Regions from separate parts of the Mus musculus genome. Here regions 1, 3 and 4 are each linked to region 2. A link is a contact called in public HiChIP or PLAC-seq data. All regions are on one chromosome and are shown on one strand. The core of a region is the stretch at or near the end of the contact, and the rest is flanking DNA. Distances in the headings are between cores, read along the strand shown. Region 1 has its middle 65 kb from the start of Gm39689. Region 2 overlaps Gorab (golgin, RAB6-interacting). Region 3 overlaps Gm32333 (a long non-coding RNA gene). Region 4 overlaps Prrx1 (paired related homeobox 1).

Region 1 (6,262 bases), core at 668-3,167, 130 kb after region 2:
AGGGAGACAGAGAGAGGGAGACAGAGAGAGAGAGACACAGAGACACAGACACATAGAAACAGAGAGACAGAGAGAGAGACTGTGCCTGGTATGGGCTTTTGAAATCTCAAAGGTCACTGCCAGTGACACACTTCCTCCAAAGAGGCCACACCTCTTAATCATTTTTTTTTTTCAAATAGTACCACTCCCTGGTGACTAAACATTCAAATATATAAGCCTATGGGGCTATTCTTATCCAAACTACCACAACTACACAACAGTGAGTCTTAATATGCATATTCTCTATATGCAATTTTAAAAACATTCTGTTGAATTCCTGTGGTGCATGGGATGTCTTGAACAAACAAGTTGTATCCTGTGTGAGATAGAAATTACATTTTTTTTTGTGGGTTAAATAGTTTGAGATGTTTGAGTTTTAGTGAGGGAGAGTACGGACATGGAGAGGCAAGAATAGATGCTTCTTTGAAATCAATGTTCTTGACTATGAAATAATTTCACAGGACCGGAATGGTAGTTGCCATTTATATGATAATATATAAATATAGTTGTAAATCATTTTACTGAGCAAAGTCTCAGTTAATTTTCTAAGAGCCCAAATATCAATGAGAACCAGGTAGGACCTGTATACTGGGCAATACCCAACCAGAAGGGAGTGTGCTGTGAGCCTGGTGTCCTGAGAGAGGAAGTTATTGGCTTGACTGAAGACAGCCTTAGTAATGAAACAATTGAGAATAGATTTTTAAAGCATCCCGTTGAATTCCTATGATGCATAGGCTGTCTTGAAGAAGCAAGTTGTTCCAAGGGCAATGGCTGAGACAAGAGGCACGGCTTCTCTAAGAGTCATTGGTTTTCCTTATACTGATTTCCTAAGACCTCAGATACAATCTGCATCTTTAATTTATCTCATCACTCTTGTGAGACACTTTCCTGCATATGCTATTGAATTTAAGTGAAGGCAAATCTTTATTTTGAAACCTATGAAAGCTGCTATTAAAGACAAAATAAATACACTCCAGGAAAGATAACATTTTTCACAACAGATGTGAGAGCAAAGGATCTGATGACATGTTTATTAGCAATGGATACAGTGAGCGTTTCAGTTTGGCCCAGCACCCAGAAAATGCAGATGTGTATCCAGATGCAAATCTCTAGAGTCTGCAAAATACAATTAGTATTGGATATTTCATGAAATCTCTGGTACTTCCTGTGTGACAAGAAGTACCCTTGAGAGTCACCTAATTCAGAATAGTTTGGCAGTTAGGTTTTTTTGGTCTTATTTTTTCTATGCTTTATATAGTAAGAGCCAAGAAATATGCAGGTTTAAAAAACAGAGAGAAGAAGATAAGGATAAAGGGATGACAGGGAAAAGGAATGAAAGGAGGAGGAAGGAAGGAAGGAAGGAAGGAAGGAAGAAAGAAAGAAAGAAAGAAAGAAAGAAAGAAAGAAAGAAAGAAAGAAAGAGAGAGAGAAAGAAAGAGAGAGAGGGGGAGGGAGGGAGAAAGGCAGGGAGGAAGGGAAAGAAAAAAGGAGGGAAGGAGGGAGGGAGGAAGGGAAGGAAGGAAGGAGAAAGGAAGGAAGGAAGGAAGGAAGGAAGGAAGGAAGGAAGGAAGGAAGGAAGGAAGAAAGCAAGCAAGCAAGCAAAAGAGAAAGGAAAAAGAATAGAAAAAAAAACAAAACTGAAACAAGAAGCTTACTAAACTATATTTGACCTTCAAATTTGGAGTTTAAAAAGTGTCCCTGGCTTAGAATACAGAATGCCTGTGTTATCTTTCTGTATCCTGGGTTATTTTTATTAGTTCTGAATACAATGAGCAATCCTTGACTCTTGCAAATATTGTTTAACACATAAGGTTAGACTTTAATTACTTGACTGTTTTTTCCCTAGTGGGAAAGTTCTGACTAAAGTCTTAGCAAGTCTGACTTTCTAGTGTATGAGCAAATTTTAATCAGAAAGTTGGACTCAGTACAGTGACCCATGCTCTTAATAATGTTTATTTAAACTAAAAGAATATGTTAGTGATTACTCAGAAACTGAGAATTTGTCAGTTTGCCTACTCTGCTTGTCTGTGCAGAGTCAGATTATTAGTTAAAGGATCTTCCCATCTCATCAATAAGGTGTTTTGTTTGTTTGTTTTGTAATTTATTTATTTATTTATTTGGTTCTTTGGTTTTTTTTGAGATAGAGTCTCACTATGTAGAACAAATTGACCTCGAACTCACAGAGATTCAAATTCCTTTGCTTTCTGAATACTAAGATTAAGGCTGTGTTGTCTGTTTTGTTTTGGGGGATTTTTTTTGTGTTTTGTTTTGTTTTGTTTTGTTTTGTTTTTTGAGACAAGAACATGGTATTGAATTTATAATCTTCCTGTATGCTGTGATTAAAGACATCCTCATCAGTCAGTTAAAAAAGAAAATACTATTATAGCTGCTATTATTCTAACACATATATCAATTTTAACTTCACTGTTTTATATTACAGTAACAGTAGCTGACATTTTTATCATTCCACACAATGATAATGGAAATAATGACCTTGTCACCAATCTCAATATTACAATCACTTTATAGAGGATAAATTTAAGGCTTGGAAAATTTATGTTACTTCTAGTAATGGTTACAGAATTGGGCTTGGGATGACGACTGAATGGAGAAAGATCTGCTACACAAGTGGTAGGGTCCTGAATTTGGGTCTCCAGGAACCATGTAAAAAGTTGGGCAAGCTGCAGGATGCTTGCAATCCCAGCACTGGGGAGGTAGACAGGAAACCCACAGGAAAGCTGGCTAGCAAGCAAGCAAGCTTAAATCTGTATTTAGGATAAGACTGTGCTTTCATAAATGAAGTGAGCAATGAAGAAAGATACTGAAGATCAACTTCAGGCCACCGTTAGCACACCCCAACACAGACAACCACAAATACACATACTCACACACATACACATACTTCTTTAAATTAATTTTAAACTGTTTGTTTATTTTTATTCTGTATGTATTGGAGTTTCCCTGCATGTGAGTCTGTGCACCATGAGTCTACAATGCCTGTGGAGGCCAGAGAAAGACATTCCATCCCCTAGAAACTAGAATAAACTGGTTAGCAGCCATGACAGTGCAAGAATTGGAACCTGGGTCCTCTCTGGGAGAGCAGCCAGTGATCTTTACTACCTAGCAGCCTCTCCTGCCTCTTAGCATTCATTTTAATTAGGAGAAAACATCATTGAATTTTTAAAATCATTTTTGTAACACTGGCACTACTTTTATAATCTTGTTTAGAAACCCAAAAGGATCTTAATCCCTCAGTCTGACAAATGGCAAGCTGGCTTGGTGATGACTGGTCCATGCTCTCTTCTCTGTGCCAGGAAAAGGTGCATCTGGACTCAGATGTTCAAATATCTGCCTGGTGGAGCCACCATGGTTCCAACACCCAAAGGGATCTGATGCCAAAGCAGGAACCTGGAGTTGCAACAGCAATTAGTACAAAGACAAAGCTTTTTAAACAATGGATTTATATCTGATGAAACAACAATAGCCAAAGAAAGTGTTATTCAAAATGTGGGGATGCAGTCTACAAGGCCCCTTCTAGTCTGGCCTCTAGCTCTCTAGCTCTCTTCACTGAATAGCCTTAAAACTTCATAATCTTCACCTGAAAATGTCTGTTCTAAAAAGTCAACAGTATGGATGAAATGTGTGTGAGACATCATGTCGAATTAATGTCCATGCATACATGATTCTTGTACAAGAGCCAGACGTAAATATGTTTTCAGGAATGTTAGAAAACAGAAAATTTAAAATACTTGTTTCCATGGGCCAAATAGAGGATTTTAATAATTTTTATTGTGACCAAATACCATGTTTGTGAAAGTGCCCATATGTTTCATTATTCTTCACTCATCCTTTTGAGAGGCATCCAAGAAAACTAGCTTAATTCCTTTCATAATCACACTCTGTTTAAGACCCCAAACCACGTTCCCCTGCTTGGTCATTTGCCTCTGTCACCAGGAGTGCTTCTAAGTGGTTGTGACAGCTGCTAACACACAAATCCACCCTCAAAGTGAAGCTTTGCACAACTGAGCAAATACCAAATAATGTGCTAGAGGCCCCAGCAGCAGCACACAAGGACCACTTCCCAAAATACTTTTGGACCAGGAAGCAGCAACATCACTGAGATAAATATCTTGTCTCTTAAGGCAACTATTTCCCCCTCATGTGCATGGGGAGTGATTTTCTTCAAACATGCTGAACATTATGCATTTAGAAAGGGATGACATTATGCATTTAGAAAGGGATGCTGGTGAACTTCAAGTGATGTGGAACCCGTTAGGAACTTAGAAAGACACACTTGCAGAGAGTTTCAAAAAAAATCTGAAGAGTCTGCAATGGAGTTCCTGGACTTGAGAGCTTTAACAAACTTCCTCAGAGGATCTCTGTACGGTGACTGACAGGCAGTTGCCTTCAGTGGGATGATCTAGGCACAGTGCTTATAAGCATGCATGATGTGATCAGGAATGTAACTTTCTAATGTGTGTTTTCATTCCTTAAACCACTCCAATCTAGCTTAAGATTGTGTTTGGGCTCTTAATTATTTTCAGTTTCAACTCAACTATAGAAGTTAAACATTTCTGTGAGACTTTAAGCCATTACTTCTTCTAGGATAACAAATGAAATCTCTCCCACCCAGAGCTGAAATGACTAGATGTACAGGAATATGGGCTGAAAGCCTCCTCTGTACTTGATGTTGTTTTGGGGAAGGAAGCCTTCATGGAGGCAGGGGTGTAAATATGAAGAAGGCCTATCTTAGAGATCTTTTCTGTTCAAAAGCAGGAGATGAAAGGTATGTAAGAGGGTAAATAATCCTTACCACAGCATAAAATAACACCACTTCTTTGTGTGTGTGTTATGCCAGTGTGTGCACATGTCTGTACACATGCTTACAGGAGATAAGGGATGAATTCAGGTGTCCTGGTATATTATTGTCCACCTTATTTTCTGAAGAAGAGAATATTTTGCATCTGAAACTCGCTGTTTGGTCTCGGCTGGCTGTCCAGGATCTGCCTGTCCATGCCCTTCAGCACTCAAATTAGGACATGTGCATCCATAACTAGTTTGTTTTTATTTTGTTTGTTTGGTTGGTTGGTTGGTTTGGTTCATTTTTTTAATAAAAACAAGGATGCCAGGAATTGGAACTTGTGTCCTCCTGCTTACACAGGAAGTGCTTTTAGCACTGAGCCCCACCCCAACCCAACAACTGGATTTCTAATCATGTTCATAGGGCACTGACACCCCCTGAGAGGTTTTCTGTTTTGTTGCCTTTTAATGTTTTGTTCTCTGAGGTGATAATAGCTTTTACAGATAAAACTCATGCCATGTATTTTAGAAATACAGACTAACCTTAAGTCGCGTATTTTAACACCCTTCCTCCCCACCCTCGCCTGCTGCTGGTGATCCACACAGGGCCCTGCCTTGCTAAGCAAGAGCTCTACCTCTGTGCTACCTCCCAGTTCTTCCTGCACTCTTTAATGTGCTGATGTGCAGTCTCATTCTGCTTTATAGATCTTTTAGATGTTAGGAGCTTTGAAAATCTTCATTATAGGAGGCTGTGTGGAGGGAGGGAGGAAGAAAACAATACAAAACTCCCAGCTTCCTAACTGGGGATGAAAATTAGGCCTGTTGTTTTGCTTCAAAGTTAAAAGGTGGAGTCTCTTTCTCTCCAGTTCAAAGGCAAGTGAGCAACGTACATGCTCTTCATGATGAAGAGGAAACTTAAGGGCTCTTTGGAAAGTCGGTTGGATGGTGTATTGCTGGGGCAAACATGTGAAAGAATGTTTAGCTGAAGCAGACACAGATGAAAGGATGTTCTGCTAAAGCAAGCACATGAAAGGACACATGATGAAGGATTCTTTGCTAATAACATGCATGTATTGCTCTGCCTTACATTGCATAGTTGAGCTATATTTGTCGGGACTCCATAGAGAGAAACGCACCAAGAAAACTTCTTGTGGTGTGCTGCAGTTTCTTGGCACTTCCACAGACTTGGCCTGATTGGCAGAGTGATGTCAGCTGAGACAGATGCACCTGCTGAGGCAGGACACGTGGAGGACACACGCTGTTTGGAGGGAGTATGAATAGGACTCAATGGACAGTGATGGAGCCTGAGTTTGGGTTGCTAGTACAGCTAGCTGTGCAATGCTTGGGGGTGTGGGGGTCTCTCTTCATTGATCTTAGCTTCCCTGAGAGAGGCACAGCCAAGAACATTTCCTGGTGTCCCTCA
Region 2 (6,487 bases), core at 3,125-5,624:
AGCCAGGGTCATTTTGGTTTTCACCAGGCTGTAAACTCCTTAACATAGGTGTAGATTTTTCTGGGAACATAACACCAAGTGTGTCTGTATTGGCAATCTGACGGGCTCTAGAATCAACTAGGAGACAAGCCTATGAGCTTTCCAGTGAAGAGTTATCATGACTGCATCCTCCTGTGCGCTAAGGTCTCCAATTAATTCAGAAGGAGAACCTGAGCAGAACACTGGTCTTCTACTTCTTGCTCTCTGATCCTGGCTTTGGAATGCAATGACCAGCTAGCTGTCTTAAGCTCCTGCAGCCATGACTTCACACACCATGAGACACACAGCCTTGTACCCTCCAACTGGGAGCCAAAATTAACAAGATTGCTTCAACCAGACACTTTGCCCCAACAATGCTTAAAGTGGCAAAAATACTAGGTACCTCTTTCCTTTTTTAGAGGCCAACAATTGCTTGAACTTACTAATTTAATGAAATCTTTCCTTCAATCCTTGTCCATTGATTCATCTAATAACTCAATGCTTTTTTGTAATTTCAATTCTGCAAGACTCTGTTTGCCCTTGTGAGAAAGAGGAACTAAAGTCATGCACACAACTTGATGACAGTCCGTTGGACCAGACATGACAATAACTCAATAGAAGGTAGGGAGCACAGCTCCTGCAGGGTAGGTGTGCATTAACCGCAGCAAGTTTGTTTTGTAAGGTGGATGGAAATGGTGAAACAGACAGCCAAGAGCTTGTCTACCTAGTCTCCACTTTCCAAAGCTTTGTCTGCTCCTCCGGAGGCAGTAGATACTTCACAGACACTTTGGATCGTGAGGGTTTGTCTTTTCAGACTCAGTTGATGCCCCCTCGCCACACTGGCCCATTCAGAAGCTCTCCCCTTGGAAGTCAGATACCATAGCCTAAGATTTCAGTGTCAGCCAAGTCCAGAGGACCACAACTTAGTCCCTTTCCAGAAAGAAGTGAACAGCAGTAAGCAGGAACAGATAGTCAACATTTGGGAGATGAATGGAGACCAGAGAAAGTTCAGCTTTTAAAGATATTTCTTATCATTAGTGTTTTCTCCAACTGGAAGTCTGTCTGGTACTCCAGTCTCTCCCATCTCTTCCCCTAGTGCCTGCATTTCAGTTCCCCAAGAAGGGGAAATAGAACTGATTCCTATTGGTCACTTCCAAGGAAACCTATCTACTACACAATGCAAGCAAGGAATGCAGGTTTGTCTCTGTTTAGCAGAGAATGGGAAAGAGAAGAGAAATGGCAGCATAGCAGGCTAATATTTTGATGTATTAACCAATGTGTTTTCCCCGTGATTTCCTGTTACTCTTTACTCCCCCCCCCCCCAAAAAAAAATCTGGGCAGTTAGACCATGAGTCATTCTGTGCCTCAAGGGAGTGTTGTCACAGCAGAGTCAGAGAACAAAAGAGACAAATTCTTGGCTTTGGAGTTTAAAAAGCTCAGCTTCGGGCTTCAGACAAAAAAGATTTGGACGACTATTTGATCCATTTGAGCCAATTTCTTTTTCCCCTGCCCACGTAAGATAAAAATTCCCCTGGCTGGGATACAAGAGGCAATTTTAAGGCAAAGCCAGAGGGTTAGAAGCCATGTGGTCTCCAGGGATCTCCAGGGCTCTTTTACCCTTCCTCTTCCTAGGCTTTGGAGTATTGGGTTTTAAAGTATTAAGTCAATTATTTCTTAGTGTATTTCTTAGTTGGGTTCCAGAAGGTAGCAAGTCTTAGAAATCGTTGTAGTAGGTATTATGGCCAGAGAAACTGCCTAGTATATACAGACTAAAAGGGCTGAGGTGACCTTGGGTGGGGGGGGGGGGGTGAGGGAGCTAAGCCTAAAATTCTCTATGACCCTCGGATATAGGGGTGGCTAACAGACAGCAGAGCTGGAGGAATGCCACAGTTATGGCAAGTATGATAACAGTATTCCCAAGGATTGGGTAACAGGGACTGGTGGTTTCAGATACTAGCCTGGGCAGATAACAATCAGGCTGGAGCTGGGGGACAACCTAAGTTCAAAACTGGTGAAATTGGGAGAATCCTAGGAAAGCTTGGGATACCCAGCAAGATCCTGGCTCAAAACCAATGCAATTCTGTCAAAGCAGCTTGAATTCACTTGGAGCAGTCATTTGAGCTTGTTGAACCTGCAAGTCTATCTGCACCAAATACTTCTCCAGATACGATGGAGTGACCCTTGATTTCAAAGTTTCTTCAAGAACAGGGTCACAGAAATTTGATGTCTTGACAAGCTCTGGACCCCTACAAGCTGCCTCAGAGTCAAAGCTTCTAGTCTGCCTCTTTATTTACCTCCTCTATCAAGCACTGGGAGAGGCTTTTTTCCTTCTTATCTACCCGATCAAATTCCATCCAAAGAGGAACACAAATGGCTGTAATGTCCTTTCTAGAATTTCATTGCCAACTTCATATTACAGGAAGAATGAAAGTCTAACATCATGTAGAATACAGAGGAGCCTCTTTCCAAGCCATTGTTGGCTCTTCTATTAGTTTTACAAAATGATTTGCTTGCCTTCTGAAATTACCTACACTCCACTCTCCCTTCTCTGTAAAAGTACCCCACCATCAACTACCTGTCCTCTTGGGTGTCACGCTATCTCCTGTATGTCTACATGTTGGTAGATTTTGTATTTCCTGTTCACCTGTCTACTGCTAGCTTATGTCATAGATTAAAATTCCAGAAGAGTGGCCCAGTGTGCTGGCTCTTGCTTGGAATCCCAGTGATTGGAAGGTTGAGGCAGGCAGACCAAATTCATGGCTAGCCTGGTAGAGGAAGCAAGTTTTAGGCCAGCCAGAGCTACCTGGTGGGACTGTCCAAACATCCCTCTCCCTCACCACTCTCCCAACCCACGTCACTGAAGCCTTAGATGGGACATTTGGATTTCCCTACATTGCCCTCCGTTCTTTTCCTACAAACTGATTTTAAAAGTGAAAACCCGTCACCTGAAAAGGCTCTGAGCCCAGAAAAGCCACTGCTTGCTCTGACAGGTTTAGGACATGGCTTTGCCCTGGACCTCAAGACATTAAGGCACACAGAAACTCATTTCAGCCACACTTTTATCATCTTCTGAACTGGGAGGACTCAGGACTGTGGGAGAAGAATTGTCAGCTTCCAGCTTCCATCTGAAGACATTCCAGAGCTCCCTTCAGTTGGAACTTTCTTTCTCCACCTTACAGTTACTGAGTATCTCACCTCTTACCTTGGACAGACCTGTCCCCAACATGGGGGGGGGGGCGAGTTTGGTTAGCCACTTGATCCAGGGGCCTTCCTGTCTTCTCTGGGTAGCACAGAGGTAGGGCAGAGAAAGCTTAGTCTTAGTCTAAAGCAGATCTCGGTGGCACTAAGGCCCCATCTGATTGGAGGGACATGAAGTAAGCAAGCCAACATATGGAAAATGACTCGTGTGTTCCTCAGCACCTCCCAGCAATAAAGCCCAAGCCCTAACAACGAATCATAAACCTGACAGACTGTATAGATTTTCAAGTTTGCGACTGAATTGCTTTGTCTTTGCTTGGCTAAGTAAATAAGTTTCTAAGCGAAGCCTCTGGTGTAGCCTCAGAAAGCTGGATGAAACCAACAGCCACACGGACTGTACACATGGCCTTATTACCCAATCTCTGAAGCTCACAGAATGACTTTTCTAACTCCGGTTACTCATTTCCTTCTTCTCCTTGTAATGGCACCAGACCTCAAAAGATCATTTCATCCCTTATAGGATGAACCTTTGGCCTAGTGACGTACCCCTTAGGCATCCTACAATCTCTGAGCAATGTTACCCCTGTCACATCTTATTGCTTAATTCTGTGTCTATTTTAGGTTCCTGGAGTCATTTGGCTTGGAGAGAACTTTCTGACGTGATCTCCCAACAGGCCTAGTGTTGACTCACCTTCACTTCTCATGGTTCCATTGCTAGCTTGTCCTGGCTTACGCCATTACTGCCCCTTGCTAGCTTGTCCTGGCTTACGCCATTACTGCCCCTTGCTAGCTTGTCCTGGCTTACGCCATTACTGCCCCTTGCTAGCTTGTCCTGGCTTACGCCATTACTGCCCCTTGCTAGCTTGTCCTGGCTTACGCCATTACTGCCCCTTGCTAGCTTGTCCTGGCTTACGCCATTACTGCCCCTTGGTTTGACAACTGTACTGAGCTCCTACACTCCTGTTATTATTTCCCTTCCAGGAAGATACCTTCAACATTTTATCATAACAGTGTCTTTATTTCTTCCAGTAGTTGATGAGGATTTGTACTGGCTACCCTAGTGGATTGTCTAACTTTCAATACATGATACCTACCTACCCCCACTTCTTTGTACTCTTACTTTGGTAACGAGACTGAAAAAAAAAATCTTCCAATCTGACTCATTGTTTAACATGGATATTTTGTTTTTAGTGGTAAAAGTCAAGTAAAATAATGTAGTAGTTCTTAGTCACAACGCCCAAACAACTGGATGGAATATCTAAAAGTAGAATTATCCATGTTTAATATTCTAGCCACTTACTTTGCTTTCCTTAAAGATACTGTGCATCGGAGTATAAGATGTTAATCATATTCTGTTAATTAGACCATAAGCTTAGTGAAGAGGGGCACAGACCATACACATCTGTATGAGTTGTTACATGCAGCTGCTTGATCCACTGCAGAGATGACATTGCATTTTGGAGACAGCTGCTTGGGATTAGGATCTTGCAAAAGTACTCTAACATTACGGTGAAGGTAGCCTGGGGCCCCCGCACACTCCACCCCATCTCTCCAGAGAACAGCACAAGTCAGGCCTGGGGTAGATCTATGCTGAGAGGAGGGATAATTACCCTGGACCAGCTTGGCCTCGGGTCGCAGCTAGCAGACTGAGTTATATCTATCAGGGCTTTTTAAAATGCTGACTTGGCTCCTTAGAAATACAAAACCTCAAACATCATTTCTAAAGGTCACTGGGAATGGGCTGGGTCAGAATAACTTGAGTCAGTTCTGGGCCAATACTATGAAAGAGGAAGTGGCTGAGCAGTTAGATAAGCTCCTGCAGAGTACTACATTGCTAACTCCAAACAAAGAAGAGGGCTTTAGAGCTGAGTTTCTACTCTGTAAGTCAAATGCCCATCAAGCAATGAAGTCTGCTCCCTTAATCGCAATCAGAGATCTTTATCATGACTTGCAAATCAGCTGTGCTCTCCTGAGAACAGATTTGCCACCTGTAAGCACTGTAATTCAGCAAAATTATGCAGAGGTGAAATTTTTGAGAAAAAAAAAAAAAAAAAAAAAGGTTATTTTCAACACAAGAACCATCCTTACAGGAACTCTGCTTCTCTGAAGCCCATAGAAACAGCCCGTTTAAAACAGACAAACAAACAGAAACAGTTACAGGGAATCGAGTTTTAAAAGAACTCTTTAAATTCAAATTCAAAACAGGATTGTGCTCTTCAGTAAGTGCAGTTTACAACTCTCTGGTAAACACTACCTGCTAACAGGGACAAGCAGGATGATGGTTAGTAATTTGGGCCTAATTCCCTTCACAAAAATGGACTTGTTTTAATCGACCGAAGCTGACGAGGCACAGTTTAAAGGATGTGTTCCAGGGCTATCCTGGGGAAGTCAGTGCACATGGTCCTCACATCAGGACCCTCCAGTTCTCACCCATTTGCTCTGGAGCCTTACACACATGGGCTGCAGCTGCCTTTGTATAAAACTGTTGCAATATAATTCTGTCACTTATATCATCACCTGAGCATTTAGATACCACCCGAGGAAAGCTGGTGAGACAATGCTTTGTCAAAATAATGGCTTCAGTGGAACTTTCATAGCACACATTTGAAAGCATCAACACACACACACACACACACACACACACACACACACACACGGGGAGGGGAGGGACTAGTTAGAAAACAAAATTGTTAGTAGATGGATGCGGTGAATTTTATGGGTTGAAATAGGCAGAAACTGTAACAGAAGTACAGAACTCTGCTAGGTGCAGTAGACAGTACAATTCTTCTGGGATTCTCTGGGATTCTGGGATTCCATACACATGCTATTTAACACAGATTAAATGGTGTGAAAGACCATATTAAATGACAGACCATACTGTAAACTTATCAGACTTGTTTATTCCTTAGAAAAATAAGACTGTATTGGGCAATGAAGTTTTAAATTTGTATGCGTCTCATTCATAAATAAAAACAACACTATGGAAATAAATGCTTGTGTTTAGAAATCAGTAATGGACAATTATACTTGTGGCTCAGATCATAGAAAAAAATACAAAGCATCCTTACTATCAGAAGATGTCTTAGACAATAGTCTAAAAATAGGACATCCCTAACGTTTCTACAATGTATTATGGAAACAGCTGTCTTTATCTCCTTTAAAATACAGCTCCTTTTTTATGAATGAAACACATTTTTCATTTTTTGTGATTTCTGAGAAATCGATAATTTAAGGTAATATTTGTGGCAAAACTAAGACATTTATACACATT
Region 3 (6,418 bases), core at 2,823-5,322, 180 kb after region 2:
AAATCTCTTCTTTTCTTTTCAAACCAATTTTCATGTCTTCTATTTAAATTTCAAAATTCTGTTCTTTTACCAAGTCTCGTCCATTTATAATTTTTCAACTTTATTTTTCGGCTTGTAATTTCTAGAGACATAACAAAACCACAAGCATTTTTGCAATATAGTTGGGGTAGTCATGTTTTAAAATATCACCAGTGATAATGATTGCCAATATTATTTTTTTAAAAATCAGTCTGCGTTCCTGACTCTGTGTCTCCACTTGAAACCTAAGAGTTTAAAAATCTTACTTCTTTTGCCCAGAATTCTATTCTCCATATCTAAAACTGATTTTTCTCCTTCTTTCTTCCTGATGCCTGAGAGCAAAGAATAAAGATAAAAACTGGAAGAGAGTGATTACACTTTCCAGAAGATACAAAGCTAATGTTTTGTGAATACTCAGCCACATCCACTTCCCTTTGAAAACGTACTAAGAGAGGCAAACTCATCATCTACCTGTCTACATCTATCTATCTACAATGCTCCAGCCTGAGTCTGACAAGCTTTAGAAATGTCTTGCCACTTAGCCACTGTGTGAGCTGTATTTGCAGCCTGCGGAGTAAGCAGAACCAGTGAAGGCAAGCGAGCATTCACCTATGCTATACCCAGGCGGACAGAAGCAATAAAGGATGCCAGGCTACTGAAGATCCACGCGCTTTGAAAAAGAATGCAAGAGCCATAGATTTGGCATTGGAAACCATCACAGAAGAGACAGAAGCATCGTAGATCTGTGAAGGAGATGAGCCTGGTTTCAATATCACAGAGTCCAGCAGGGCGCAGTGAGCCCAAGTTCAAGAAAATGAACTACAATCTGGGAAACATATGAAGGATGATTAGTGAGTGATTTATAATCCTCTTCTTGGCAACAAGACGAGTGTTGGGTGAAGAGCAATGTGGAGCAGGAATCTATCTTGTCCTATAGTAATCTGTAACTGGTCTGTTCTTGGGGCGTTTCGATGCCAAGCCCTGGTGCCAAGTATAGTCTCAGGCTCCGTGGCCACTTAACTGAGGCTCCAGCTCTCTCCCCTGGGTAATTAGTTCTGGGAGTTGTGTAGGTCAATGAGCTGTGCCTAAGAGAAGCAAAAACTACCGACTCACCTTAAAATCATACAAGTATTTTTTTCTCCATCCAACTGGAGTGGAGATGTTAAGCTTAACCTTTATGATGAAAGTGCCTTTCCCAAAATGTTGTGGTGATTCACCTCCCCACTTCTAGTGTGTGCAAATGGTCACTTCTTTATAGGGGAACATTCAAAGATGAAGAAAACAACAAAGCGAACTCAAGCCATAGAGTAAAAATGTTGTAAAGCAAGGTTGATAGCTCTCTTTTTCTACTATGTATTTGAATGAGGAAGGGCAGCATGGAAGGAAGCCAGACAAAACAGATACCTTTTACACACACATGAAATTTTTGACTGGGAAAAAGAAACGTTGTCACGGGGTTTGTGCCTTAGGAGAGCCGGGGAGCAGTGATGGCGTAGGGTGGATCTGCACATCTAGACATGCCATCACGTAACTCCTTCTCTCTCTCTCTTTTTAACTTACTGGAAGTGACAGGCCTTGGACTACGTACAACTCTGGATATATGGGAAGGATGTTCCCCACATGGCAGAAGGGAAATGGTTCAGACGTGTGCATTCCTGAGGCCAGCTGAATGGTGTGGTCTCCGGGAATTCCACGTATGTTTGAGTCAAGGTAGCCACAGGGGTGGTGGTGCATACGGACACTTTAGAATTGCCCTGTCCAGGTGCACTCTGCATATTAGGCTTTAGTGAGAAGAGGGAGAAATGGCTTCCAGCCATGGTGGCCATCTTTCTGTGTGGGGTTGCACCATCATCGTTTTACAAACAACATCCCATCAGATAACTGAAAGGATGCAGATTGTTTTGCACAGTATTTAAAAATATGTAAGCAAGTAGACTATAGGAAGGTCTCATACCTGTATCACCGAAAATGGGGTATAATTTCCTTTATGGTATATCAAATTTTGATCTCTCTCTATTCATAATTAAATTTGTATGTATAGCTTTATATCCATATGATATACCTATTTTATGCCCGTCCTTTTTTTCTTACAACACAATATTGTAAACATTTTAGGACATTAATATTGTTTAAACATTTGTTATTCAATGTGTGCCTAATAGTTCACTATATTACTACGTACTGAACTATTTTAAATGTTCATGTTGTTGAATCTTAAGTTTGCCTCCGTTATTTTATTACTATGTGTAACAGAGTAATGGACATTCTCTAATAGAAGTCTTTGCTGTATTTTTCTCCACTTCCCTAGCATACTATTTTCAAGAGGTTTTGTAATGTTTAAAAGATCAACTTGACTAAAGCCCTAACTGGAAACCTTATTTTTCTTAGTATGTCCTGTTCCACATATTCTGTTGATAGAGGATCATCATTTCCTTATAGTCTCTGGTTTTCTGTTTGTCCAGTGATTTAAAACAAATGGTCTTTCTATCAAAAATCCACCGAGATGATTCTTCAACCTCAATGCTTCATCTTGGTTGTGCATCACCTCAAATGCCAATACGCATTCTTAATATAGAAAATATCCCCGCCGACTGGGCTTGGTCTCTGCACAGCCATCGATCTGATGGTCAAGTTTCCTTCACCCACAGAGAGGCATCCTGCTTGGGTACTGAGGCTGCTTCCTGGAACGCAGGCCCCTTTCCCTCAGATCTCCTATTTGATCACAGCTTGGTTCACCTGCTTGTAATAGAATCCCAAAGGTGTGGCTCCCCAGAGCCTCCTGAAGGCTCTGCCTAGTGGACTGCGCAGCATGCGTCTCACACCTGCAACACATTTGCTTAGAAGTCTAAAAGAAAAACACCCTAACCCACACCCAGGGAGACAGAGATAGAATAGAGCATGGGTCTGGTTTAAATGTATGAATTATTACTCTTGAAAAGGAAATGAGGAGGAAGCTCAGCTACTGTGCATTCAAGCCTAGGTGAAGGAGGTGGGTTTACAGGGGCAGAGCTGAAAGGCTCTTAAGAGAATGGGCATTCAGTTCAGTTGTATGAATTTGTGAAGAAAAAAAAAAAAAGAAGTTTAGCTTTTTGGATCCTCCTTTACCCAACAGTAAATGAAAAATAACATCATCCGGTCCCTTATTGTCACAGTATCATCTGTGTAAATGTAAATTTTCATACTGGGTGTGTTGTAGTCCTTGGAGAAAAAGGAGTTAACACGCGAGCCTAATTCCTAACACAAGAAGTCAGATAAATGTGTTGTCTTTGGCTCTAGCATCTGAATGCGTAATGGCACTCTAATTTATTGCTGGCACAGAAGCCTCTCCTTGACATGAGACTTGCCTCAAAGTGCCATCTCCTTTAAGATATATCCAGCAAGCAGATATCAAACACTCCCTACTGCTTAATTGGCAATACTCACACATTCCTCGGTTTCCATATTGGCTTTAAGTTCTCTGCCAGCGCCACAGAACCTAATTTCCCATATTTTCACTATTATTGTTGCTGTTATTATCATTGTCATAAGCGTGGGTTACTTATCCCAGTAAAAGTGACAGCCTGTGTGTCCAAGCTGGCGCAAGTATTGGAGCATAACTAGCTCTGAGTAGGTTTTCCAAGTCACTGTAGCATGTGACCCTCACAGCCACTGTTTAAAACAGGCCTGAGCTCTTTTGCAATTTAAAAGCAAAGAAATTAAAGCCTAAAATGTCAAAATCACACCACAGTTCAGAGTCTGAGACCGAGGAAGAACTTTAGCTCTGGATATTTAAAAAAAAAAACCAAAAACCAAAAACAAAAAAAACCATTGTAGTTTTGCCTTCTGGTCAATTCTATTCAGTACAGTGAACAGTTTCTCCTCCCCTTATTATTTAATTCAACCAGAAATGTAAAATATGCGGTTTTCTATTTTTAAAAAGCGTTCAGTTTGAAGCTGTGCTCATCTCTATTTTCTGGTGGAGAATTTAAAGTGGCCTGCACTTGGTTGGTTGGCCTTACCCTTGCCAGCCTTGCTGTGGCTTGTAAAATGTTGCATGTTTGGTATGGAAATTACCCAGGGAGTGTGACTCTTCACCCAGACATGCCATGGACGCTGGTGGAGTCAGGGTTTTGCACTGTAACCTCTCCTTTTATGTTGCAGAAGAATTCTCTCTTTCTGTTGACTTTCTTTTTCATTCACTAGAAATGAGTTGCTTACATTCCTCTGACCTGGAGAACAACCTCTCCAGGCGAATTCAATTTGTAACTGTGCTGCCCACACCGTTACAGTGCCTTCCCTCCCTTTTATTTTTAAAGGGATACTGTTCTTGTGATGAGCTGTTATGACATATTTATAGGAAAATAATATTTTATTTAAGGACACTTTTTAAAATGGCCCTTAAAACGAAACAAAATGGCATGGATAAATGCAAAATATATGTGTGTACAATTCATATAGTCCCTGTGATTCAAGATCTCTGCCACCTCTCATGCTGAGAATGCTAAGAACAAAGAGATTTTTATCTCAATTTAAATTCTCTTGACATCTTAAAAAATCAGTTGTAGCAATATTTGTTTCCTAGTCGCCTTCACTAGTGTTGTCTCAGGTTGGCCTCAAGTGATGCTTACAGCCAGATCTGACCCTTATGTGCCCAGCTGGGCTCCAACATTCCCAGGAATTTCAGAGGTTGACAAAACCTGGCTCTAGCTAGAGAGTCACTTCAGCATTGAAGTTTTAACTAGGACACAAAAAAATCAAAGATTTAAAACATAGGAAGTTTTAATTAAACAGTGTTAAGTCCAAAATGTTATGTCTTGTTGTCTGAGGGCATGGACTAAAGGATCAATTGGACAAGAGCTATTTGGGCAATGAAAGTCTTTTGCTGACCAGTAAGATTAGAGGCCTTTGAAGCTGAACTTACTGCTGATATTTTCTTTCCATCATGTTGATTGATATCTCTCTGTTTATTTATTTCATTAACAGATATCTGGTGCTTCTCATTGTCTTAAAACTCCAGTGTTTTCCGGAGCTCATGGTCAACTGGCCAGGAATGATCCTTTGGACAAGCAGTCAGAACACTAATGCAAGTGGCCCTGTGATTCACTTTTAAAAGTTTTGCAACACACAAGATTAGGATAAGGCCACAGACTGAACTCCAAAAAGGAACAAGAAAACTTCAAACTCTAAGTGATAAAAATTTTAAGTCATGGTGAATTATCAACATAGCTACCACACACCAGAGTATTATTTTGGATTATGTTCATTTATCAGTTCAATGAGTCCTCACAATAACATTATTACTTCCACTTTCCAGTGAAGGAAATGCTCAAAGATTAAATAACGCTCTCAAGGGCAGGGCCCCAGATGTGACTCACTCCAGACAAGCCAAACCCTGCATTATCTCACCAGGGTTATCTTACAACATAAATCACAGCAGAAGGCAACACACAGCAGCTGGGAAGATACTCGGTTGGTAAAATACATGCCTCGTAAGCACAAGGACTTGATTTTGATCCCAGTACCCATGTAAATAATAATGAAATAATAAAAATACAGGCACAGTAGAGCAATATTGTAATCTCGTTGTCAAAGATGTGGAGACAGAAAGAAGTTGGCCAGTGCAATATAGTCTCCCTTCCCTCCTTCTATCTCTCTCTCTTTTGAACTCTGTCTTGAAAAGTATCTGATGAATGATACCTGAGGTTGTCCTCTGAACACCCCAAGCCTATGACACATATGAATACCATACACATGAACACACACACACACACACACACACACACACACACACAGAGGCAACATGTACAAAGTATTGTAAGAATTAAACAAACAAGCTGTTTCTCTAAGTCTGGTGGATACTGAACTTACCAACTGCTGCTTGTATGCCACAATGCATGCCACGATGCATGTGTTCTCAAAACTTTATCACTTAGTGAGATATAAATCATCATATCATTTCACATTCAGTCTTATCTTTCATGGTTGTTAAGGCAATAAACACATAGCAAATGTAAGCCCCTATTATTACCACTATTGCTTTAATATTTTAATGATGGGGCTGGAGTAGATCAGTGCTTAGGAGCACTTTATGCTCTTACAGTGAATCTTTTCTCTTCCCAGCATCCACCATGAGTAAAGTAGCTCACAACTGCTGGCAAGGCTAGCTCCAGGGGATCTAGCATCCTCTTCTGGTCTCTATAGGCACTGTATTCATACACAAAGCACTGCCACTACCGCCCTGTCCCCATACACATGTAATTAAAAATGAATCTTCAAAAAGTGGCGAGATTGTAGGTATTGATAGCTTTCACCATAATATTTTCATATTGATGCCCACTGTGGAATGTTTAAATTTAGTTTATCAATATATCTATTAGTTGACGTATTTTTGTGTGGGGCAAATGTTTAATGCAATTTTTTG
Region 4 (6,506 bases), core at 801-3,300, 130 kb before region 2:
CTTGGCCCGGGTTTCTAAGAGAGCGTCCTCATTCTTTGAGATTCTGGGCAGCAGGCTCTTACTTAACAGAAACCCACCTTTTCTTTGATAACTGAAAGTCTTCCATTTCCTCACTGGAAGGAGGGATTTGAACTTTGGGGAGCATGTGTTCATTTTCTGAAGTTGTTACTATCTTTCCAAATTGTCTACTACAGTATCGATATCAATTCTGTCTATACATCATTTTGTCTGTACATCATTTTGGCTATAATTACTTCATAGTCTCCTATCTATCTTGTCTGATGCTGTAGCTGGGGTAGTTACTATGGTAACACATCTCTTAGAAATACTGTGTTTCTGTCTAAGTAGGTTGACAGAATAGTCAGAAGGATTGATCAATTTTCTCACTCAAAACCAAATGAATGAGAATTAGGGTAGTACTTGCAGAGAAGATTGGATATTTACCAAGGCATTCAAGTGGCAGGCTGCACAAGCATGGCAGAGAACAGTGTCTTTCCACATTCTGTGGCACTCCTGAGATGACCGCAACATTCTAGCAGTGATTTGGTGGCAATGTTATATGGAGTCCCTCAAGTTATGAAGCCAGAAGTTAGGAGAGCAGTTTACATTAACAAGTGAAGTTTGCACTTCCATGGGAGGTTTGGTAAGCAATACCCCTTTCACTTTATAGATGCTTAAGGAAGTCATGAACATCCAACCATTGTGTTAATGTATTATAGCATTCGGTAGCTGAATATGTAGGTTACAAAGAACTGACATCATCTCTATTCTCTACCTCTTAATAAATATTTAAGATGGCCCCATAAGTCAGACTTTCAGTGACATTTTATATACCTCCTTCCAGGTGTTTGGCATGGGTCTACCTTTACAGCTCAAGCTAAATGTGCAATATAGGCAAGCCAGCAGCAGCTTTTTGACATACCCATGACAAACAAGACTCATTACCAGTCAGAAAAGAGAGAATTAACTACTGGTGTGTTACTGGGTAACTAACTGGGTGTCTAAAGAGTTGCTTAGTCATGCTTTAAACATGGCATTGGGATATGGAAGACTTGCTTGCTTAAGTGACAACAGATGCAGGAGAGCTTTGGACGACTGCCAATCCAAGAGACTGTTCATGACCACCTGTTTTCTAGGTCATGGAAACTTCTGCTTTAGGAAACAAAAGAATCCTAAAATCTCTTCCCACCAGAAGGACATCCACAAAGGTAACTAATTGATTTCAACCAATTCATGGGCCAATTCAGTCAATGTAAAATTACTATTTGTTGCTTCACAGAATGAAACTTCCTAGAGTTGAGGGTGAGAGGAAACTTCCTAGAGTAGAGACAGACAGAGAGAGAGAGAGAGAGAGAGAGAGAGAGAGAGAGAGAGAGAGAGAGAGAGGTACTTAGTGAAGTGTATTAGCTAAACACAGGACAACCACCAAGAGCCCGGTGAACAGACAGACATCCAAGTCCTGTATGCAGGAACTCATCTGAGCTGAGTCCTGGGACTGAGGTTTAAAAGATTGGCTAATGTACCATTTCTATTGAATTTTTAACAAAGGTCTTTGTAACCAAGAAGCTGCATTGCCAAACAAAGCATATGGACACATTAGGGATGTGAACGAAAGGCTTGTCTTCCATCTGCTGACTCATCAAGTCTGCAGTGGGACTTCGCAGAGCTGACACGTTTCTGGAAGCATGAAGTTCTCCCTCTTCCTTATTTGGAGATTCCAAGCAGATGCAACCCAGCAGAGTGCTAACCCTACCAGCAGGATTAGATGATTGTTTCCTCCGGAGACAAGTCATTTAAGACCAATTCAACTTTCTCTGAAAGATCGCCAATACCAAGGAAGTACAGCAAATACTCTCAATGGTTTGCTTTCTAATCACCCATAGGGTCAGTCCTGTAAATCACAAAACAACTGGGGAGAAAAACGTAGTGCCTGACTCAATCTTTAATGCTATTTTTTGTTCAGCCTTTTCGAATAAATGATGACAAGCAGCTTAAGGCATCATCGTGATTGTGGATGACAAGCAGCTTAAAGCATCCTCATGATTGTGGCAGCCTGAGAAGCATGGGCATGGTCCTTAGAATCCAGGTTTCCACCCCCTCAGGACTGCCTCTCACAGGCTCTGCTTCACTGTTTTCTGGATTCTGAAATACAGAGGTCAGAGGCCATCTCTTTGGTTTGTCGTCTTGTCAAGGCAAGAGCAATAGAGGTATGTGTGTGTCATCTAAGAAAATTTTCAGTCATCCTAGGAAAACTTACTTCTAAAGAGAGATTCCATGAAGCCTTTGGAGGCATGCCTGTGCAACTTAAATCATCATGTCTTGCTTCTACTTGAAATGCAGAAGCTGAGTTTTAAAATGTAGCCTTGGCTTTCTTGAAGTGGACACATGGGACCACTTCTCATTGGTAAGGCTTTGGTTCCTATCGCTTGTTCTGTTCCATCCCTCTATAATGTTTAACTTTTCTTTCTAGAAATATCTCTCTACTGCCACCAGATCTTTTGCATTTCTCTGATCTCAGTATTGAGTATACATACTACATTGTTTATCCCTGGGTTCCAAACTCCCTTGTGAGGCATACAATAGGCAAGGTATACCTAGCTCTATTTTAAAATATTAAGTTACAAGATAAATCAACTATGGTACTGGCCTGAGAAACCACAGAATCAGGATAATAACATAGTCAGACCCCTGGCTCATACTCTGATATCTGAAGTCACCCCAGTCAAAGTTTGTAAATGGGATCCCCATGAGAATGACTTCAGTGGAGCAACCGAGAGATGCAGAATTCCAACTCCACTCTAGACTTACTGGATCAGAGTCTTCATAGGCTCAGCCCAGTGATCCCTGAATGTAGCTGTGTCTGAGGGAGGCTGTTTTACCAACTCTTACACTCCCTCAGTTGGGCAGGCTTTTTTACATTCTTGACTTCTAATTCCCCATATGGAGACCTCCACTGCTTACATTTCTAGGATGCCTTTCCTCAGTTTCTTTAAAAAAACAACAAAAAAACAAGAACGAAAACCCTAATTCACCCTTAAGCCCTACCCCAGAAGCCACCCTCCTGCCCATCTGACAAGTTACCTTTTCAGTGTCTTCCGTTAGAATCCGTTATGAAGCCCCTCGTGTAAACAACATCTTGGGAGGGACGAAGATCTATTTTTGAAAGTGTGAAAGGGAGAAATGAGCCAAATGCGTTGAGCAGATGTCAGCAGCACCATGACCAAGACCACCAGAGGGGAGGGGCACTGTACAAGAGGAATCAGCCTCTTTCCCTTGCCACTATGCAAGTCCAGCCCTCCCTCTACAATTGGCACTCCTGACCAGTACTACAGAGCCAAGCCATTCACTGTCTACCTCTTGTAGGAACTACGATGTCCAGGGAAAAGTGTCTTGGCAACTTCATCTCAAAGAATTATATAAAATTTAGTTGATTTTTACTACTCATGAGGCAATGACAGTGTACGGATAGTGAGTCTTGATCATTTTAGGGTTGGTGTGCATTTCCATTCTCATAAATCACTTAAAGAAAATGATTCTCACCTAAGAAGTGGGGTTATGTCCCAAAGACATGGTTGCCTCAATTAGCTACAGATAATAACAACCTCTGTCAGGAAAGTGGTTTTTTTTTTTTTTTTTTTTTTTTTTAAGAAGTGCATTGCTTCCTCTAGTACCTTGGCTGCCTGTCTGATGTCATCATCTAATGTGCTCAAGAGAAGGAGTGATGTCATCATGATGAGCTATAATTAGAGTGAACCAAATGTCCTGGTTTGCCTGAGACAATCTTGGTTTATACCCTTCGTCCTAATGTAATCATTAGTATCATTCCAAAACCTTCCCAGTCCAGATGATATAACTGTTATATGATCTTTCCACTCAATAGCAAAGACATCCAACAAAAGCAAAGGGGACAGAGGTTACTTTTCAGCCCATGATTCTGACCATAGGCAAATAACTGCTTTTATGACTTGGTTTCCTGTTCTCCTGAGACAAGCTATAGAAGTCAGAAAACCATTCTCTCTGACAAGAGTCTGCTCTCTGTCCCTGGTTTCATGAGCTAACCATGTAAGCCATTGCCTTAAGATGCCACACCCTAGGATAGAGACCTCAGCTTTAGACAAATTTTGCTGATCAAGAAAGAATGCTTGAGCCATGAGGTAGAATTTAGATAGTTTCCCAATCTTATACATTTTGGCTTTTCCAATACAATGCAATGTTAAATTTGAATAGGATAGGCTGGTCATGCAGCCCAGTGACTTGGGTAGAAATCAGGCCCAAAAGTACTGTTCCAACTCTGCTTGCTGGAGACTTAAACTTGGGGGAAGTGTCTGGTCTCCTCTTGTTTTGAACCAGAGCAAGAATAGAGCTATCACACAGGAGTGCTCTAAAGGTTGACCAAGAGAAAGATCTTTTAATGAATATCTCATGTGAGGTACTAGCTTGACATGATGGTACTGACAGAAACAACAAGGTTTGTCATCGCCTTTGCTTTTCATTATTTCTTGCTTTTATATATATATATTTCCTCAATAACAGTTATGTTTCCTAGAAAGCTTCAAACTGTAAAACCATAATATATTTGATTCTAAACATAGCAGAAACATCCCCAAGTAACAGAATAGTCTTTGACACTTTTGGAAATTAATGAGATTAAAAACACTTCAGTTAACAATAGGTCAAAGAAACATACCATTGATTAAATTGTGGCCTTAAACTTTTGCTTTTTTTACTTATATTGGATATTAGTTTTATTCTTCATACAAAATATGAACAATTAGCTTCTATATTGCTTCAATTGGCTTTTTTTACAAACATTGTGTATAAGAGAAATAAATGCATACCACGAAATTAGTATAAAGTACTAAGTTACACAGTTTTAAACGATAAAAGAGCATAATACAAAATAATATATACACTAAGACTATCCCTATATAAACTAATGGACTCTAATCATAAAATGAGCTAACTAATGTCAAGATGGTGAGATTATGAGTGGATTTTCAAAATAGAATTTCTATATTTTTTTCAATTAAAATAGAATATTTCCCCAAAAGGCACACCAAACCCCCATGTTACTAGTTTCTGCTAGATGCCCACACTGGGGCATGTCTCTTTGGTTCAGATTGCCTAACTTGATGCTAGTTCAGGAAGGATCTCATTTCCATTTGTGCAGTATGCTGTGTTCAGCTCCATGAGTAGGGACCACATGGCAGCCATCTGGATGGTTAATTGCTTGGGGTAAAAATCCCAAAGAAGACATAAGGAGAAAAAGGAGCAATACTTCCCGGGTAGACGCAAATTCAAACCAGAGAGCTTAATGCACCACCTCTGAACTATACCCATATTCCTGTTCACTGACTCTATGGACTACCAATAGTTGTAGGGAAAACAGTCCTTCTCTTACTTAAAATATTATAGAATATGCTATACACAAACAGTCTCCAAAATGTGTTTTTAGTAAGTTCTACAGGAGAAGCATCTAAATATCAAGTAGGTAACATAGACATGGCCACAAGGGTTGGGCCAATGAAGACCCAGAACATACATGGGTTTCTCTCATTCTTACAGACACAGATACCTATCGTTGAGATCAGAGCTGCTTCAGGCTAAGTTCACAAGGGGTGTGTAGAAAACTTCCAAATGCATCTACGACGTTTCTCTGAAGAACTTACTTGGACCTGAGAGAGCATTTAGATGAGGCTTTGGGATTTAGTGGCACCTATCAAGTGTGTCAAAGCACTTGTGTTTCACAAATGTGGCATTTCTCATCTTTATCTGGGCCCAATTCCCTGTAACCAGTTTTAAATCCCTCCATGGGTCAAGCATTAACTTTAAAAAGATACACAGATGTCATTCAATAGAAAAATGAATGTGAACATAGTTCTTCTGGGCAGGATATATAATAGCCTTGACTTGGGTTTCTCCAAGGTTTAAAGAAAGGCATACTAGCCTGATCGGGTTCAGTCCAGGAATCCTAGGTGCGTTTATGTCAACCTGTGATTTCTGAAAGGCACCATGAATGGAGGGCGAAAGTGTCCAGATAGGGATTGAAATAGTCATCTATTATTTCCAGCTGTAAATGATTCCTTCTTAATATAAAAGTTTAGTGTATTCTTCTTTTCTATTTAAAGCATATCACAGGAGAGAGAGAGAGAGAGAGAGAGAGAGAGAGAGAGAGAGAGAGAGAGAGAGAGAGAGATTGGGATACATAAGAAGTACAAACGGAGTAGGAAGTACTGGGAATCTAAAGAAAACCTTCTCCCTAACAAAGTTCTAGGGTCATGAAAGTGATTAAAATGAGCTTCTCTGTTGCTGACTTTTCCTCTTTCCCTCCTGTCTCACTCCTTTCTCTCCTCCTCCTCCTCCTCCCTCCATCCTTGCCTCACCCCTCCTCCCTTCCAGCCTTCCTCCTTTCCTTTTCATTCAAAATCAGATTTATTGTGAAGAGTGCCTTTAGTCCTACACTTGGAGTAATTACACGTTGATTCCCTACTTGGCCATAACACAGC

The links. HiChIP or PLAC-seq counts read pairs in DNA pulled down with a chosen protein or histone mark.
Region 1: a CTCF HiChIP or PLAC-seq map of the NIH/3T3 cell line shows a contact between it and region 2, with 8 read pairs. The contact joins two enhancer-like sites. A contact is called at or near these places in 4 of 39 promoter capture datasets (the HPC-7 cell line, frontonasal cranial neural crest, maxillary cranial neural crest and 1 more), 1 of 15 datasets of contacts at CTCF or cohesin (the NIH/3T3 cell line) and 2 of 484 Hi-C or Micro-C datasets (the 3T3-L1 cell line and 3T3-L1-derived adipocytes).
Region 3: a CTCF HiChIP or PLAC-seq map of the NIH/3T3 cell line shows a contact between it and region 2, with 19 read pairs. The contact joins two enhancer-like sites. A contact is called at or near these places in 2 of 39 promoter capture datasets (maxillary cranial neural crest and second pharyngeal arch cranial neural crest), 2 of 15 datasets of contacts at CTCF or cohesin (both in the NIH/3T3 cell line), 13 of 484 Hi-C or Micro-C datasets (the 3T3-L1 cell line, 3T3-L1-derived adipocytes, the C2C12 cell line and 7 more) and 5 of 115 datasets of contacts at active chromatin or transcription factors (the NIH/3T3 cell line, embryonic fibroblasts, fibro-adipogenic progenitors and 2 more).
Region 4: a CTCF HiChIP or PLAC-seq map of the NIH/3T3 cell line shows a contact between it and region 2, with 10 read pairs. The contact joins two enhancer-like sites. A contact is called at or near these places in 1 of 15 datasets of contacts at CTCF or cohesin (the NIH/3T3 cell line) and 2 of 484 Hi-C or Micro-C datasets (cerebral cortex and nephron progenitors).

What each region holds. Positions count from the first base shown.
Region 1 is chr1:163,511,099-163,517,360 of GRCm38.p6, forward strand. No RefSeq gene overlaps it. Among named protein-coding and RNA genes, the nearest start is that of Gm39689, 65 kb to the right of the region's middle. Within about 2 kb of position 1,918, at least 16 of the 459 cell types and tissues checked have an H3K27ac peak or open chromatin away from gene starts, as enhancers often do. A contact at or near this core is called in the NIH/3T3 cell line, where this site is marked.
Region 2 is chr1:163,378,812-163,385,298 of GRCm38.p6, forward strand. Gorab (golgin, RAB6-interacting) reads right to left here. Exons shown (of 5, transcript NM_178883.6): 5 at 6,092-6,487. Among named protein-coding and RNA genes, the nearest start is that of Gm24940, 20 kb to the right of the region's middle. Within about 2 kb of position 4,375, at least 114 of the 459 cell types and tissues checked have an H3K27ac peak or open chromatin away from gene starts, as enhancers often do. A contact at or near this core is called in 3T3-L1-derived adipocytes, the C2C12 cell line, the NIH/3T3 cell line and 5 more, where this site is marked.
Region 3 is chr1:163,557,124-163,563,541 of GRCm38.p6, forward strand. The region is part of intron 1 of Gm32333 (a long non-coding RNA gene); the gene reads right to left. Among named protein-coding and RNA genes, the nearest start is that of Gm39689, 19 kb to the right of the region's middle. Within about 2 kb of position 4,073, at least 61 of the 459 cell types and tissues checked have an H3K27ac peak or open chromatin away from gene starts, as enhancers often do. A contact at or near this core is called in 3T3-L1-derived adipocytes, the C2C12 cell line, the NIH/3T3 cell line and 5 more, where this site is marked.
Region 4 is chr1:163,250,896-163,257,401 of GRCm38.p6, forward strand. All of the region lies in intron 3 of Prrx1 (paired related homeobox 1), which reads right to left. Among named protein-coding and RNA genes, the nearest start is that of Gm20471, 26 kb to the right of the region's middle. Within about 2 kb of position 2,051, at least 29 of the 459 cell types and tissues checked have an H3K27ac peak or open chromatin away from gene starts, as enhancers often do. A contact at or near this core is called in the NIH/3T3 cell line, where this site is marked.